Regions from separate parts of the Anas platyrhynchos genome. Here region 1 is linked to region 2. A link is a contact called in public Hi-C data. All regions are on one chromosome and are shown on one strand. The core of a region is the stretch at or near the end of the contact, and the rest is flanking DNA. Distances in the headings are between cores, read along the strand shown. Region 1 holds the start of RPS13 (ribosomal protein S13). Region 2 overlaps NUCB2 (nucleobindin 2).

The links. Hi-C and Micro-C count contacts between places; a contact is called where the count stands out from the background.
Region 1: a contact with region 2 is called in a Hi-C map of liver, with 1.7 times the contacts expected there. The contact joins the promoter of RPS13 here to the enhancer-like site in region 2. A contact is called at or near these places in 2 of 8 Hi-C or Micro-C datasets (liver and subcutaneous adipose tissue).

What each region holds. Positions count from the first base shown.
Region 1 is chr5:60,658,639-60,661,423 of IASCAAS_PekinDuck_T2T, forward strand. RPS13 (ribosomal protein S13) reads left to right here and starts at 1,525. Exons shown (of 6, transcript XM_027462169.3): 1 at 1,525-1,634; 2 at 1,758-1,806. The coding sequence starts at 1,612. PIK3C2A (phosphatidylinositol-4-phosphate 3-kinase catalytic subunit type 2 alpha) reads left to right here. Exons shown (of 37, transcript XM_072039286.1): 37 at 1-1,443.
Region 2 is chr5:60,583,647-60,586,346 of IASCAAS_PekinDuck_T2T, forward strand. NUCB2 (nucleobindin 2) reads right to left here. Exons shown (of 13, transcript XM_027462168.3): 5 at 772-875; 6 at 1-23. Among named protein-coding and RNA genes, the nearest start is that of NUCB2, 12 kb to the right of the region's middle. Within about 2 kb of position 1,260, at least 4 of the 8 cell types and tissues checked have an H3K27ac peak or open chromatin away from gene starts, as enhancers often do.

The sequences.
Region 1 (2,785 bases), core at 275-2,774, 75 kb after region 2:
TAATGGTGCCTTATAATTCAAATGCTTCTCTTTTACCTCATTCCTGGTATTTAAATATGTATACACGTTAACTTTCTGTTCCTTAAAGAGGGGTGACGTTCTCATATTTGATAACTTGCAGATTCTAGTAGAAGTCTTTTCCTGAGATGTGTTAATTACAGATAAAATCACTTATACTGATCTTCATAATTAGTGCCACCTAAAATGTTGTACCCCGTCTTCTAGCCATGATCTCCAAAGCCAGTGAAGACTGGCAGAAGATGATGCTGTAGGAAATGCATCCAGCTTCTCAGTGTTTTACAACACTGCAAAATTTCTAGAACTTAAATACGGCAGTGATTAAACGTATAACAGATTTGGACACTAAATCAAAGTGGCACTTGCACCTACGTTACCCGTACCTCCATGTAAATGATGGCCTCTAGGTAAAAAGCACAATGGATGGGTATTTGCAGGCCAGAAATAAGCGGCATTAACAGAACTTCTTGAGAGGAATTTGGTTGCACTTTTTTTCTCTTTCCATTTGACGGCAACAGTGATTCTCATCCCTGGTAAGAATTCCACTAAAAATATATATATATGTATAATTTCAAGCAGCCTTAGATCTGAAATATACTGTGATAGCAGAGTATAAATACGACTTACTGTCTCCTGTTAATACCACTGGTTACTTAATTAGGTAGTTTCTGCACTACAGCTATAGGGTTCTTGCTCACCTTACTTGGTGTTTAGGGTGATTGTTCTGTCTGGACAAAGCGATAGAGTAAAGTTGCACACTTTAATGGTAAATGTTGAAGCGTGTTTGAGAAAGGGTGACGGGCTCTCAGCGCTGAGTAGGACTGGAAATAAAACTTACGATGATGAATGAAGACTCGATGCAGGACACAGGACACTAAAAAGCTTGTTCAGAATCGGATTTTACTCCCCTGCTACTGACCAATCTCCCTCCAGTACAGAAGCAAGAAGTAAACTTGAATCTCTTGGTGCCTAAAATAGTCATGGTCCAATCTCTTAGGAGTTACTACAATTAAGAAACTAAGAATATCTTGAATGTTAGAAACTGGGTTGATGCTAATGGACACTAACACCTCCCAACTCCCAGTTTTATTAAGTATCTTCTGCGTATCCTTCATTTAGTACATAGCCTGTAAATAGTATTCTGTGTAACTGACTAGGTATATTATTTCCTGCTCACTTGATGCTTTTGAGACTTACTCCATTCCATCACTAGAATCACGAGTCACTTAAAAAAAAAAAACACAGGAAAGTAGACTACTGTTTTTGTGAAACGTTCCCTTGTGAAATACGCCGACAGCAATACGTACTGCCTTTTTCGCAGTGGGCTCCCGAGGAGGAAGAAAAAAGAAAAAAAAGAAAAAAAAAAAAAAGCACAGCGTCTTAACAGCACAAAACACGAATAAACCGTAATTTTAAAACGCTTTATTTTATCGTCGTGTGCTCTCTGGGGGAGGAGCGGGATGGGGGGGGGGGGGGGCGCTGAGGCGGGCGCTGAGGCGGGCGCTGAGGCGGGCGCTGAGGCGGCTTCCGGCGGCCATCGGGCGGGAAGCGCCGCCCCCCCGCGCCGCTCCCTTCTCTTCCGCCGCCGCCATCATGGGTCGCATGCACGCTCCCGGGTGCGGGGCCGGGGTGGCGCTGAGGGGGGACACGGAGGGGCCGTGAGGGGACCGGGGGGGACGGGGAGGGCCGGTGGGGGGCTGCCGGGCGGCGCTGAGCCTGTGCTGTGCTTCCTCCCGCAGAAAGGGCCTGTCCCAGTCGGCGCTGCCCTACCGCCGCAGCGTGCCCACGGTAAGGAGCCCGCGGCTGAGGCGAGGTGGAGGGGTGGGGAGCCCGCCTGACTGATTTCGCTTGAAATTCAGGCTTATTAGCGCGCTGAACTAAAGCAGCGTGGACTTAACTCGCCTCGTTTTGCGAGACGGGGGTGGGGGACGGAAGGATCGGTCTGTGGGGTGTGGAGGGAGCCATGCGCTGAAAAAATAGCTCAAAATAGCTCGTCAGAAGCGCGAGGCTAGAGCACAGGGAGATAGCCGAAAATAAAACGTTGTGAAACTGCCTGAAGCAACATCAAGTTGCTTTTCAAGCGTTTGGGTAACGATTGGGATGCTCAGATGCTGTGTTGGCGAGGAACCCTGTGGGTTTTACTTGTTTTCTGAACTGTAATCAACAGCGTTTCCAAATCCATCTTTCCACCGTTTCTATTTTATAACTTCACGATGTTAAAAAGGAAGGGGGGTGGAAGAAAAACTCCTGGGAGCTGTTGCAGCTTGTGGAAGGAGCCGGGATTGCCGAGCTCATTGCTGTTTTTCCTCTAATAACCAGAGAGCAGTGGCTCCATTAGCACAATTTAATGCATAAAAGAATAGAAAAGACAGAGTTTTATCTGGGTAGAGATCAAGTTCTTTCATGTTCAATTAATTTGTGTACCTCGAGTCTGACTTCCACTGATCTCTGTAGGTAGCACAGCAGGGAATGGATGGCTGAAGGGTCCTCAGCTTTGCCTTTCTGCCCAAGGCCCAGTTAAAGAGTTCCTTCTTTAACATGCAGCGATTTTCTCTATAAATTTGTATTTATGGGTCAAATCTGGCAGCTAATGATAAATGCTGTTTGGAGGCAGCATGGGGTATTTTAAACAGTCTTCCTTTGTTCACCTCTGTCTTCCTCCACCATTTTGGCTAGCACTATGGACTCACAGAATCTAAATAAAGTTTCTGTGTCATTAAAAGTGTAATTTCTCAGCTGTTTTCTCAAACATTACAAAACGGTTATT
Region 2 (2,700 bases), core at 10-2,509:
TAATTCTCCAGGTCACTTGTAGCCTAAAAATATAGATATGTACACATGATTACGCCACATAATTACATTAACACATTATATAAGATTATGTAAAAACCCTGCATTGTTCAGGTCTGGGGACACAGCTGGTAATATTGCCATTTCCCTTTTAAACACAAGGTAGACCAGTCTGTGGTCCCCTTTCACACAACAGTGAAACATAAACATCTCTCTTCACTCCCTCTATTACTTTCACAGCATTTAATTTGCAAAGGTTCAATTGCTTAGACAACTTTTGCATCAAGGTATCCTTTCTCAATTAATAATAAATTAACTCAAGTTAAGTATGTGCTAATTAAGTACAGCTTCAAGTAGTATCATTAAGTCCTTGTTTACTGCAGCATAACAACATTCATAGCTTCCCCTAGAACTTAACGAGAACAGTGCCTCCATTAATAATGGGAGTTACTCTGCAGTAGTTTATTAAAGATTAAATCAACAAAGCCATTTATATAGAGAGAAAGGAGTGAGGGGAGAACTTCCAACAAGTACTTGTATGGGATTTAGAGTTGCACTACTTTCAGATAGGTCAAGGTATTAAAGGATGCAAAATTTAGGCTCTTTCTAGTGTAATGTACGCTGACAATAGTTTTCAAGTGTGCAATGGAGACAACTGACTTTTCTCTGAAACTGAAAACTGCATATCACCTTTACCAACAAAAAAAGTAGTACAGAAGAAAAAACACAATACCAATAAAAAACAGCCCAGAGTAGGTTATGTCTAGCACTTACGGCTTTGATCAGCATATCTAAGTCTTTAGGTTCAAATGTGTCAGGATTCTGATGGTTCAGGTGCTCAAATTGTTTAAGGAGAGCCTGATGGTCTATGCCAGTGTCTGAAAGAACAAGGTACAAATGTAAAACATTAAAATAAGGTTGAAAGCAAACAAGATCAGGAAGTTAAATACATTCACAAAGGAGCTTGTGCTTTGTAAGTACCTCAAGCTCCTTGAGGACTGAATTTTTTCATTATAAAAGTGTGGCTGCTACCAAGGTTTTTAACTGGTAAAGCTAGATAATAGTGTTATCTTAAACAGTGTATATTTTGATATGTTCTGGGCAACAATGTTGGCAAGCTTTTCCCAGATGTCTTAGTAAAGAATATTTGTTTTTTAAAAAAATGGAAAATATCATTTTGAACTTGTTATCCCTTGGTAAACTGTTTCTCTCACACTCAGTGCTGTATTTGTATTATCATAAAACAGTACACACTGTCTGGGGCATATTTCAAACATCATTCCTCCCTGGTGAGATCATATTTTTTTCTGAAATATATGCAACTTAGCCTGTTTATGAAACACTTTCTGGAAGTGTAATTTTAAGCTTTTTTTTTTTTTATTAAAAAAAAGCCCCAAAACCTGTTTTCCTTCATTCCTTATAAAGACAGAGAAACAACTCATTCTGTTTGACAGCATTTCCTTGCCACAGTACTGTAATATCTAAGAGTTGTCCTTGAATAAAGTCACCCAACCCCTAACATTCTTGCATCCTGTACTGGTCAGTTCAGCAAATTCTTGGTGCAAATGTTTCAAAATACATCTGGATCAAGACACAACATAGACAGGGCATATGTTCAAGTCTTGTGATTATTTTTTTTTTTTAAACCTAATCCATCTGAGAAGAAAGTTTTTTGTATTTTAACAGATAGAAGGCTAAGATATTACACGGTATTACATGGAGAAGATTTTTGCATAGGTGTGTAGATACAGCTGTATTTTATAAATAATCTGAGCATACAGTTATGCATGATGTGAAGTAGTCACATCATGTATACCTGTAGTTATAACTATAGTTATAACAGTAGTAGGGCCCACTACAAACTTCATGAAATATTTTCCCATTTTTGTTCTTTCACATTAGTAGTCATCTGAATATTTTGAACTGGTATAATCTGTTCTTGTTCTTTCTAAATGTAAGCTCTGTGACGGCAACAGAATGTATTTATATGCTTGATCTGCTGTAGGAAAGAACTATTTTTCAAAGCATGCTCTGTTAGTTACTCTTGATTTATGGAAATAGGGCTAGAACTACTTAGTTGATTAAATCACTAAAAAAATAAAGTATACAGTTACTACCAATATAACTAGGTATCATGAGCTGCTGTCAACTAGCTCACCGTGTCAACATGATGTTGCTGGACTACTTGCTTGCAATAGGAGCACGAGACCAAGCTCTCAGCAGCTAAAAGACCTCCTGAGAATGACAAAGCATGGGGGCTGACAGGTACGTGAGGCAATGCACTGACTCCTGTGGAGGTCTGGTCTGCACTGTCTAGCTACTGGTGGACTGCACTCTCTGCACTAGAACTTCCAGGAAGAGAAAACAAAGAACACAAAGGTTATCCTGAAGCTCTCGAGTAACTCTGTATCATTATTCATTAATTGTACTACAGCTGCACCAAAAAAAAAAAAACACTGGAAAGGTAGTAGTATTCTAAAAATACCTTCTTTCCCAAATTAATCACTTTTTTCCTGACATCCCCATAGACACAAATTTGTATACACATACTTTTTTGGCCTATTTACCATCTCTAAATTTGACTCAATGGAATTAGCCTAGAAGACAGATCCTTTTTCTTACAGTAGTTTAGATTGACACATTACCTATTCCATTCAGTGGGAGATCCCTTCCTCCTACTTGACAGCATTTTTTATGAGCAAG